Linked DNA regions of Mus musculus: region 1 is linked to region 2. Evidence: chromatin contacts called from public HiChIP or PLAC-seq data. All regions are on one chromosome and are shown on one strand. The core of a region is the stretch at or near the end of the contact, and the rest is flanking DNA. Distances in the headings are between cores, read along the strand shown. Region 1 overlaps Rab6b (RAB6B, member RAS oncogene family). Region 2 overlaps Gm31434 (a long non-coding RNA gene).

Region 1 (5,677 bases), core at 1,196-3,695, 150 kb before region 2:
TTATCTATTTCCCATACACCTCTGCTGCTATGCTCAGAAAAAGAAAATAAACAAAGTCTGTCCTCCTCCATCTCCAGAGGATTAACAAGCAATCATGTGTCTGTGTGTGTGTATGTCTGTGTGTGTGTGTGTGTGTGTGTGTGTGTTTGTGTATCTGTGTGTCTTTGTGTATATATGTCTGTGTGTGTGTATCTTTGTGTTTATGCATATGTCTTTGTTTGTATGTGTGTGTCTGTGTATGTATCTGTGTGTATGTCTTTGTGTGTGAGTTTGTGTGTGTCTGTGTGTCTGTGTATGTCTTTGTGTGTACCTATGTGTGTATATGTATGTGTGTGTATGTCTTTGTGTATCTGTGTATTTATGTCTTTGTGTGTATATGTGAGTGTATATATGTGTCTGTGTGTATATGTGTGTGTATGTCTTTGTGTGTCTGTGTGTATATGTCTTTGTGTGTTTATATATATGTCTTTGTATGTGTATATGTGTGTGTGTATGTCTTTGTGTGTGTGTGTGTGTGTGTGTGTGTGTGTATGAATGACGGAGAGAAGCAGAGCCCAGCCTCTCAGCCTAATTACTGCTCTAAAGGGCTTAAGGAAAGGATTTCCACCTGGTGATGTAAAGAAACCGAGTCAGACAATTCTCCCACGCATGGGGAGAGCGGCATCGGATCTGTTCTGTGATCTCCGTTGACTCACCATGACAGTGGTCCTGGGAGGCGCTCAGTCTGATGGCACCAGTCAACTGAGGCAAGCAGCCATTACTGTGCCCGTAGGTACCTGTGGCACCATCTTCAGCCAGGCCTTGTACAGTGATGTCTCCAAGAAGATCCTGGACTTGGCACATCCCAAAACACAGGTGAGAACCAGAAGGGCAGAGGAGTAGCCCTAGACTTGAGGGGCCCAACTAGCTTTCAGGATCACACGCTACAGCCAAAGGCTCATGGGAACTGATGCAAGAGGTGGGGCTCTGTTCTCAGGGCAAACATTTGCCACGCTTCAGGCATTGGAAGAATTTTCAGAGCAGAGCGAGCGGAGCTGGGACAGTGACAGGAGCTGATGTCCAGGCTAGGCCATCGCCAGCCACCACACAGTGACAGGAACAAGTAAAGCCTGATTTGAGTGACAAGCGTCAGGCAATGAGGGTGACAGTGGGAAGAAGGGAGATAAAATTTCAAAGGTAATTTGTCCACTGCTGCTAAGAATCTCAATGCGGTGCCATAGGAAAAACAGGAAGATCGCTAAAAAAAAATCAAGCAGTAGTCAGAAATAGCCAGAGATCACTGTCATTCTTAGCTACCCAGAAGAGTCAAGGCCAGCTGGAGCCACAGGAGTCTCTGTGTCAAAAAGGGAAAAGTCAACTAATAAAAACACAAGCATGTGCGCAGGTGCACACATTCACACGTGTGCATGTGCACACACAGAGCACAAGGAGACTTTAGGAGTGTTAGAACCTAGTGGGGAAACCCCCACTCAACTCCCGATTCGGCGTGCACCCAAGAATCACGAACAGACAACCATCTTGATGTAAATACATGAGGACGTTTAATTATGGAGCTCCGGACCGACATGCATCCCACACAGGAGATAACGGATGTCGGCCACGAGGCTCAGAAGCTAGGGGTTTTTATGGGGTAAGGGGCTTAGGGGTGTGGAATTCAGCATAGAGACACACTATTGGCTTATTTAAACATTAACAGAAAGATTACATGTCAGCAAAAGGGCATCAGGACTTTGTTTCTGTGGGCTGGGGGCTTATCTTTGTTCACATAGCAACCAGTTGATGTATGACTTTACCCGGCGTCAAGGAGCAGTAGACAGAGGGGAGGTTCCGGCCAGGTGGTGTTGACCCAGACAAGATAGCCCTGCTTGTCCTCACAGTCTTCTTTATCTTATAGGTTAAGCTGTTCCCAGGAATGTTTTAACTATGTGGCATACCCAGGTTTGTTTTTCTTTATTTTCAGCCCCAGGCAGCCTCTAGGCTCACAAACAACCAGCAATTTCTGAGTACTTTATATGACTTACAGGTCTTGAAATTTCATCTTTCTTTCAGGAGGGGAGTCTGTTAGGGATGTCACCTCTGCTCCACAGTCAGACCAAAGTGACGCAAAGTCCTGGCTTGGGGGAGGACACAACAGTATGACCGGCATCAATGTCCCAAAGCCACGTACACCCTCTGACGCACCCAGAGTCTCCTGTCCTTCCCCGTAGGCAATCCCTCTGGAGTCCACGTGATATAGGATTTCAGTCCACCCATTGCAGAGTGGAATAAGAACTTGAGGGAAACAGAAAGGGGGTCCTCAGAGGACATCTGAGACAAGGGTGACTGCACTAGGGCACTGACGGACGGACAAGCATCGGAGACTCGTGGGCTGCTCCACACCCAGCAGCGGGGAGAGCGGCACCTTGGAACAGCTGCCCCAGTGAATCTATAAATACTTGTCCTTGAGAATGTGTTGACAAAGGGATTCTACATTCAAACAACCACTGCATCTGCTTTCAGCAGACTGAAGCCCTGGGCTGAGGGGGAGCCCTGAGATTCAGTGCTGAGCGAGAGCAGTCCCCTTCCACTCCCACCCTCATTCCCCCCACCACCCCCCCCCAGTCTAAACAACCCAGCTCTGCTTGTGAAACCACACACTCCCTTTGCCAAGTAACAGCTACTAACATTGTCTGGGAGCTAGTATCTCACAGGACCCTAGCCTAGAGAAATGAACTGGTGAACTAACTGTGGACAGACAGTCCAAGGTGGTGGTAGGGATAACAACTTTGGCAAAATGCTTTAGCTGTGAGGAAACTCACGTGTACTGCCTGCCCTGTCCACCACCACCACTGATACCAAACAGATATGTCTCTGCCCCTCATGAATTCGGTTTGGGGTCACCTATGGGCCTGTGACTGAGCCCAGGCTACCATTCCCAAACCAGGCTCCACAGATGTCTTTATGCCCAGTCTCCTGACCACACAGGGCAGGGTCAACTAAGCGTCCACGCCTCTCTGTGGCAGCGTGTGCTTCAGCAGCAGGGGATGAGGGCGGACTGAGCGTGTGTGACAGTCCGTGCGTGGTCTGTCTGGGTTATGTGTATGTCAAGTCCAGCCAGTGTGACCACTCCTGAGCTGCACCCTCTCCAACTGCCCCTGCACTTCATCTTATCCTCTTCGGCCTGCCCCTTGACATAACCAAACTCTGTAATGCTTCCAACCTGCCTCTTCAAAAGATCCCTTCTCTGGTTTTGATATTTCTCCCTTAAAAAATAAAAGTTTCCTTTTCAACATCTAGACTCTGAGCTCATTTCCGGCCTAGGCCAGGTTACCAGGAAGGGCATGGCATTCCTTCCAATCGGTAAGTTGCCTGAGAGAGCTGCAGTGGCCCCACCCACTCTGAGCTCAATGCTCCCTGGAGACAGCTGGCAGTGCTCTCCAGACAGGGTCCACAGGCAGAGACAGAGGCAGGGGAGGTGGGGGGGGGGAGCATGGGAAGTGGGGAGTCTTACCTGGTAGGTGTTGTCGAAGCTGTCATACATGAACCTCGTGATCAGAGACGTCTTCCCGACTGCAAGGCAGAAAGGAGAGAGAGGTTCAGCCGTAAGACCAGCCTATGGCTAGGGTCTTCTAAACACGCGCACTTGAAAGGCTGGCTCATAGAAACCACAGAAAGCAGAGAAGCAGACCCCAGGAGAAAGAGCCCAAGCCAAGGTGCTGATGTGAGCTCTAGGGGGCCACACTCGTCAGTCCCCAGGCTGCCACGGAGGAGGTGGCGGCCTACCCTTTCTTCACCCTCTACCACCCAAGTCCAGGTCTGCCCTGACCCCAGGCCCCAGCTGACATGAGATCCCAACAGAATGCTCTTCTCATGGCTGCCTGTGCCCCCCTGGATAGACCACCTGACCACTCATCGGCTCAAGGGAGACTTTCTTTGATTCCCATTTATTCAACTTAAACCCTGGTGAGAAAGGGGCAGGGAAGCAGACCTTTCTCAGGTCTCTCAAGGGCAAGCCTATTCCCCACAGAGTGTGTCTGACTGTCCAGCTCAATGCTGGGTCATTAGCACCTCGAGATCCCACTACGTAATTGACAACAGGACCCCCCCAAATACTGTGACAACTGCAGTCCGTAAACTCCCTTACTGGGGCAGAAATGTCCCCAGCTGAAGACTTGCTAGTTTGGCTGAGATGCCAAGAGTCTCTTGGGACAGCCATAAATGCTGCTAATTTCCCAAACTGCAGGGCTTGGCTTTTGACACAACCCCGTGCAGGTCCCCTGGGACACAGCAGTGACAAGAATGCCAACTGCTGTACTTCAGGCCATCTGGGAGGGGAGGAAGGATAATATAAAGGGACATTTGTTAGGTCACTACTCGGAGCTCTTCTCTCCTCTGCCCCACCAGGACTCAGCCACAGTCCAGAGAGGTTCAGAAGCGAGTGCAGGAGATAAGTACCCGTGACAGGGAAGGCAAAGGTCCCTAAGGCCTTTCTGCCCTGTCCACTGTCTAGCAGGCCATCCCCAGGCTGGGACTAGTGGCATGCCGGTCAATCCAATGGGATCCATAGAAAAGCTCTCTGCTGGGTTTGAATCTATTGTGCACAGCACGTAACAGACAAGTGTAGTCATTCCTGACAGCCAACAGTGGCCAAGGAGAGGCAGTCACCTGTCCGATAGACTAGGTTTGAGCTGCAGCCAGAAGACCTCATGGCCAGCCCAGCTGAGGTGAAAATCCTACTGGGGCGCTTACTAGCTGTGTCACCTTGAGGTGGTCATGACCACCTTGAGGTGGTCACCACTCCTCTGGACCTCCCTCGTTATAACACAACAAAGACATCAGAGAATGTTAATTAGTGAGAAGGTCATAAGAGGAACAATACACAGGAAATGCTAAAGAGCAAGAGGTGTCAGGTCACTTAAGATAGCAGAGGTAATTTCCAGAATGACAAATGACAGGAGAAAAACAAAACCACCACCACTAAGGTTGTGTAATGAAGAAACTGACTCTTCCTCGGCTTGGGGTGAGGACGGAAAATGCTGCGATTGGAATTGAGGGCGGAGGTGGGGGGTGGGGGGGCACAACAGGAATATCTCTGTTTGTCCTAAGCCCTAGTCACTCTACCTGAGCCTATATTAATGAGGTGGTGGTTCCCTAGGTGGCTTCAGGATGGGGCTGTCAATCCTAAGACCAGAGGGCTGGGGCCCAGAGTCAGTCCAACCCCCAGGGAAGGAAGGCAGGCTGGGGACTGAGTTCCATCACATGGACAACACTCAACCAGCTCTGCCTGTTTTTGAAATCCCAAAGAATTCCAGACAGCCAGGCCCTGCATAGCCTCCTGGGTTGTGAGATATGCCTTGAAGGGGGAGAGCTGTGATTCTGTGAGGAGAGGGCACAGCCATACTGCGTGGGAACTCACTGAATGGTGAGGCTGGCTAGCTCCAGGGATCTGCCTGTCTCTCCCACCCTCCCCCCTCCACGGCTGTGGTTGCAGATGTGCAGCATCACCACACCCAGCTTCTAACGTGGATGCTGGTGAGCCAAACTCGGGTCTTCATGACTGCACGGCAAGTGACCAGCTGAGCCATCTCTCCATTGCCCCTCACCCCCGCCACTGGCTTCCTGAGTTTCCGTTCTTGAACCTAAGGAGCACTGGGGACCCCCTGGATTTAGAAATAGTTGGTCAGAAGTATGGATGTGT
Region 2 (5,979 bases), core at 667-3,166:
AGGTCAATGTGACCTGGCTCTCAGGTCTTCTGAGTACAGCCATTGTCTCTCTGGTCTCACATACTACAGACACACTAGACCCTGCTGGCCTCAAGCACTCATGGCTGAGAGGTTACCAGGGCAGAGGCAAGACTTCCCAGCCCCTGGAGAAGAGGGGATCCAAAGTGTTCAGAAACACAGCTCCATAGGCTATCTGCAGGACTAAAAGTTATCACAAAAAAAGTTATAATAACAAAGAAAACATCTATATCATGATGTCAAATAAAAAGGCCAATTTGGGTGGGCAAGATGGCTCACTGTTAGCCATGAAGCTTGAGGACCCGAGTCCAATCCTGGGGAGCCACATGATAGAAGGAGAGAAGAACTTCCCCAAGTTATCCTCATAACTACACACATACACACCAACACACATACACACCCACACACCCACACACAATTTTTATTAGATATTTTTAATAATGCGATTTAAATTTCTAAAATTATATATTTCATATATAATATGTGCCATTTGTGATTTCAAAATGCTGTTCCAGGAGGACGCAGAAGTATGTGTGTCTGTAGTCCTAGCACTGGTGAGAAAGAGAGAGGCAGATCTGGGGCTCGCCAGCCTAGCTGAATTGGTGAGCTTCAGTTTCAGCATGAGAGCCTATCTCAGAAACTAAAGTGGAGAGTGATTGAAGGAGACACCCAGCATTGGGCTCTGGCCTTCACACATCCATGTGCACACGAATACACATGTACACCTACCACACGTGAGCTATGACAGGCAATGTAAGGCTAGGAGAAACAGTAAAGTATGGTATAAAGATTATAATTGCATCTAGTGGACTTTTGCTCTTGTATAATTTCATTTTTCTTTATCTTTTGAATCTTAGCAGCATTGTTGTATAATGAAGCAAACATAATGGGCTTTGATAAAAAGAATGGGGAGAGGAGGAGGAAGGAGAGGAGGAGATGGGTGAGGAGGAAGAGGAGGGGGAGGAGGAAGAAGCAGTCTCCCGAACACGCATCAGCTTCTCTACCCAGTTTTGGAATGGAAAGCATCACCAGGGTCCCCACCTCAGGTGGGGTCAAGGGGACACTCTAGGTCCTGTCCTGCCTTTCTCTCTCCTTTGTGGTTCTGGAGCAGTCACAGCTCCTCTCTGTTGCTTCCATACACCCAGGTAGCCTCCAAGCTGATGCTCTAGCTCCTGTGACTGTCAAGCCTCACATTTATCCTCTGCATCCTAGGGGAGCCCACCCCTTAGACGGTGAGTTAGAGTCTGCTACTCCTGTTAGCTCCCGGTGAGCACGGGTCATGTTACCTAATCCTGCCTTCATAGCTACTGTGCTGTATATTGCCTTTAAAACCAAGCTGGCGAGAAGCCGTGGGCCTCGTGTCCTTCATGTAGGAGTGAAGACTGAGGCTGGAAGAGGCTGACTATGGGATCTGCTTCACTGGACTGATTGGAGGCAGGGTTGGAACTCAAGCTGCAATCTGGCCTATTCCAAAGTCCAAGCCGCTGTCCACACTGACATTGCCTCCCTTCTAGAACATTCCTGGGTGACATGTTTATTTGTTCCTTGCACAAATATTTGCTGAGCACCAGTTATGTACATATCATGACTCTTGTTTGCACAGGAGGAACTCTGAGATACCAGCCCATCCTTGCAGCTCAGAACAGACAAAGAGAAACGCACGTACCCTGCTGAGGACATGGGACCATCATCTCATAGGCGGTATGCAGGATACACCACAGTTTCTACTTATAGCCTAAAAAGGGCTATAGTGTCATAATAGTCTATTTCTACTTCTCATAAACTTTACAACAACACAATATATTGTCATGTTAACTGTGCATGAAACATGTCTGATACATCTCAGATCCTTTCTCATTTCATATCCCACGAGCTCAGCTGCCACCTGTTGCTCAATGACTCGCAGAGAACTGCCAGACTTTCTACCCTGTGACAGTTGATATTGCTTGCTGACTTCACAGAATGTGGAATTTCCCAGGAGGCAAAGCTTCAGGCCCTCATGGGAGGAGTCACCTGGACTACCTCAGCTTCCTGTGAGGAATCGTATGAGGATGGATTCATTGAGATGGTACCTAGGAAGGTACCAGTCTCTGGGCTGCTGTCGTGGACTGCGTACACAGTCAAAGCAGGCTAAGCATCACCAGTCACTGCTGCTTCCTGACCGTGGATGCAATGCATCCGCTGCCTCGTGCTCCCTGCCATGGTAACTCCCCTATCACCACACACCATAAACCTGAAATATGAGTGAACCAAACAAATAACCAGCCAACCAACCAACCAAACCTCAAAGTCCTTTCCTCCTTAGGCTGCTTTTCAGCAGCACCATCCTGGCTCAATGACGTCTACTCAAGATTACTTAAGGTTAATAGTGCCTCAGGACTTTAGCACAGCTCCTGCCTCGCCCCCTTTACCCCATCTCTTTAGGAAGACATTCCATTCTACAATCTCACCAGCAGGGAGGGAGAGACAACACTCACATAACTTTAAGCTGCTTCCGTCGGGCATTTTGTCACAGAAATAGAAATAATAATGAACTGACCAGGGATCTCTTGACCGAGGCTAGTCCTGTGACTTTCATTACAACCTGTTGTAACAACGGCTCCATTCTACTGTCACCGTGGTGAGTCACCTGTGCCTGATTTAGGAATTAAACTTCATCGTGGCTATGTAAGTATATGTATAGTACATTTGTAGAGCTAGAAACTGTCTGCCATTTCAAGGATCAGTCTATAAGGGGTCCTGGAGGTAACCCCTGCAGATAAAGGGGCTTCTGGGCCAGTGATGATGCTGGAACTGAATAGGTGGCAAGTGTACAAGTGACATTCCCAGACAGTGACATTCCTCAGGAGCATTGCAGATGTAGAGAAGGTGGCCCATTCTGACCCCGCCCCCACCTTTGGACTCCATGCTGCCTCTAATTCCACCCCCTTTTCTGGCTTCTTCAAACTCAGTCCCTGGAAGTCCTACCGAGGATAAGCGCAAGTCCACGCTTCGCTGCTCCATGTGAACATAGAGCATGGGCTTCTCCATGAGCCTTGGTGCTTCTTCCTCGGTAAGGAAGCATCGCTCCAAGGCAGGAGGCATCACACTCTTGATGATGAAAGAGAGGAGACACCTGTCCACCCCACCCTAGCCCAAACGCTTCTCTCTTTTTAAGTGTCAGATGACCTAAAATCAATTAGGGGCAGCCCATTCCAAAGGCAATGCCTTGTAGGTAACATGAAGTCTGTTGCCCTCAGCAGGCCTAACATTGATTTATGATGAGAACCCAGTTTGTTCCCCTTCTCTGGCATGGGTCCAGCGTTCCGAGATCTCCTTGTCCATGATCCTGAGGAGAGGAGTCATGAATTCTAGAGAAGATAGCCCCTTAGATCTCTAGTATACCCAGGCTGCGGTCATCTCTCCCCCACCGCCATCCACACCCTGTAGCCCTGCAATGAAAATTACGAGAAGAAAGTCTAGAGAGTAGCAGCCAGGCCCCGCAAGCATCACTCTGTCAGCCCTGGCTGCACCTGAGATCTAGTCTGCAGCAGTGCTTGCGTGGCCTGGCCCGGGTGACTGTAAAACCCTCAGAGTGAGGTGGCATGTGGGGAGCAGTGGCTTCCATGTTTGAGTGTGTACCACAAGCTCCTGGAGATTATCCAGACATAGGTCTCTGGGCCCTGCCTGGAGCCCCTAACTCAGGAGGTCTGAGGTGGAGTCAATGCAGCTCCGATAAGTTAGCAGATGTTGCTGTGGTTGCTGCAGGTCCTACAAGCACAATGCAGCATCCTGATTTTAGAGGAAATCGTGCTGTTTTGGGTACTGTCAATGAGTACTACAGGGCCCACACAAGAGGACTAGGAGCTGACTAGGTGGGAGGGGCAGTTCACCCTCTCTGTTAACTGACGAAGGCGAGTCCCCTGTTACTGATCTGTTTCAGTGACTAGATTCACCTCTGCCTCATTTCCCAGCTGACTCTTGCTCACCTCTGCTGTGACTCGAGAGCAGAGAATGGCATGAGTCATGTGCAAGGCATGAGTGGTGGTGACTGTCCCTACCCCAGAGACCTTACACATTGCATTTTAAAAAGTGTGTGTGTGTGTGGGGGGGGTGTATGCATGTATGTGTGTCTGTGACTGTGTATGTGTTTGTGTTTGTGTGTGTGTTCGTGTGTGTGTGTGTGCCTGTACAGGTGTCTGTGTATGCCTCTGCATGTGTCTATGCATGTGTCTGTGTTTTTGTGTGTGCCTGTGAGTGGGTCTGTGTTTGTGTGTGTGTGTTTGTATATATGTCTGTGTTTGTGTGTGTGTCTCTGTGTTTGTGTATGTATGCCTGAATCTGTGTATGCCTGAGTATGTCTGTGTATGTCTGTGTATGCCTCTCTCTCTCTCTCTCTCTCTCTCTCTCTCTCTCTGTGTGTGTGTGTGTGTGTGTGTGTGTGTGTGTGTGTGTGTGTGTAACCTGTTGCTTCTCCCTTTTTACCAAGTAGGTCCAGGGATGGTATGCAGGTTGTCAGAGCTGGCAGCAGATGCCCTTACCCACTGAGCCATCTTGCTGGTTCCTCATGTTGCATTTTTTTCTAGGCCTCATCCTTGTGTGTTTTAATAGGACACAAAGCCACATTTCCAGAGGCCCACAGTGTTGTACATTGCACCCAGCTTAGGTTCTTATTTTTCTCTAGCACCCCTCAGTCCCCTCTGCCCCGTCCCCAGATACTGTGCTGAGGCCTAGAAAGATACCAGCCCCAGAGAGGAAAGAGGTAAAGGCATTTGCTGATGTAAGTAACTCATGGCCAGCCTCAGCACAGAGGTCAGCAAAGCTCCCTAGGGGCACAGCCTCCGAGTCACTGGCTCCTTTCTCTGCCTTTGTCTGCACATGGCTTTACCTCGAGAGCGTGCCAAATGCCTGCCCTGTTTTCCACAGCCCAGGGCTGATCCTATCTGCACAGGAAGAAGGCAGCTGATACCCAGAGGGCTGAAGGAAGGTACAGGGACTCACATTTTACCAAGTGCGGGGGCAGGGATTACGTTTCCCTGGAGGAAGCCTAAAAGTATTTGCTATTTTCTTTGGTGAATGCTAGAATAAAATGGTCTTTGCTTTCTCCCAAAGATCCAGATCTGATTTAATTATTCAAAACAGCCATACTTTAATGTCGAGGCAGCAGGGCCTGGGTCATCATCACCTAGCTGGCTGAAGGTGGTCAATAAATAATTTCAGGGCAAGTAAATGAGCGTGCTCATTCCTGGACAGTCTGTCCACTCCAGCAGATCCAAGGTGATCCTGGCTGCTCTCATTTCAGTAGGATTTTTTTTTTTCTTCTTTTCACCCTTCCCTTTCATAAGGGACCAAAATGGACATAAAACAGATTCTCTTTTATCCTGCAGTCTGGCTTGCCAGGGAACAAAGGATGGGTCACTTGGAGTCAGTAGACAGTGTCACTCAGCAATACATAACTTAAAATTCCTTCACTGTGGGCCTCAGGACTATCTGGAATGAAACGGATCTTTCCCACTGATGTCTCTGCTGAGCCCCCAGTGAGATGCTTCTCTTTACACTTAGGCTCAGGAAGCTGCAAGGGGATGCTTGTGAGCATCTCCGCCTGTCGTTGTGAATTCCTCAGTCAAAAAGTGGTACTCCTTATTCCCCGGGCTTCAGAGATATGAACGATTGAAGGAGCCAATAAAAAGAGATGCATATGTTTTTCAAGGGTTGATTTGGCCATCAGTACATAGCAATCAAGCTCCTGGCCTAGTGGCAATGATGAGGAAGAGCCACTCAGAGCTGTGTCTCTTTTCATGCTTGGTTGACCTTGTTGTTTGGAAGTTCTAGCAGGGGAATGCAGCTACTTGTATACCCTTGACTGGTACCCTTGACCAGAGACCAATCTTCCTCTCTTCAGAGAAGGTCATCTTCTTCAACCAAGCACATAGCTTCAGGATAGACATATGTGGAACAGTGAGAGAAGAAAGCAACCCCCGC

Evidence for each region. HiChIP or PLAC-seq counts read pairs in DNA pulled down with a chosen protein or histone mark.
Region 1: an H3K27ac HiChIP or PLAC-seq map of extraembryonic endoderm stem cells shows a contact between it and region 2. The contact joins two enhancer-like sites. A contact is called at or near these places in 2 of 484 Hi-C or Micro-C datasets (embryonic stem cells and nephron progenitors) and 4 of 115 datasets of contacts at active chromatin or transcription factors (embryonic stem cells, extraembryonic endoderm stem cells and stem cell-derived neural progenitor cells).

The regions. Positions count from the first base shown.
Region 1 is chr9:103,138,254-103,143,930 of GRCm38.p6, reverse strand. It overlaps Rab6b (RAB6B, member RAS oncogene family), which reads right to left. Exons shown (of 8, transcript NM_173781.4): 2 at 3,491-3,549. Among named protein-coding and RNA genes, the nearest start is that of Gm51658, 8.1 kb to the right of the region's middle. Within about 2 kb of position 2,445, at least 16 of the 459 cell types and tissues checked have an H3K27ac peak or open chromatin away from gene starts, as enhancers often do. A contact at or near this core is called in extraembryonic endoderm stem cells, where this site is marked.
Region 2 is chr9:102,991,973-102,997,951 of GRCm38.p6, reverse strand. Gm31434 (a long non-coding RNA gene) reads left to right here. Exons shown (of 3, transcript XR_871114.2): 2 at 1,164-2,685. Among named protein-coding and RNA genes, the nearest start is that of Gm31434, 7.3 kb to the left of the region's middle. Within about 2 kb of position 1,916, at least 30 of the 459 cell types and tissues checked have an H3K27ac peak or open chromatin away from gene starts, as enhancers often do. A contact at or near this core is called in extraembryonic endoderm stem cells, where this site is marked.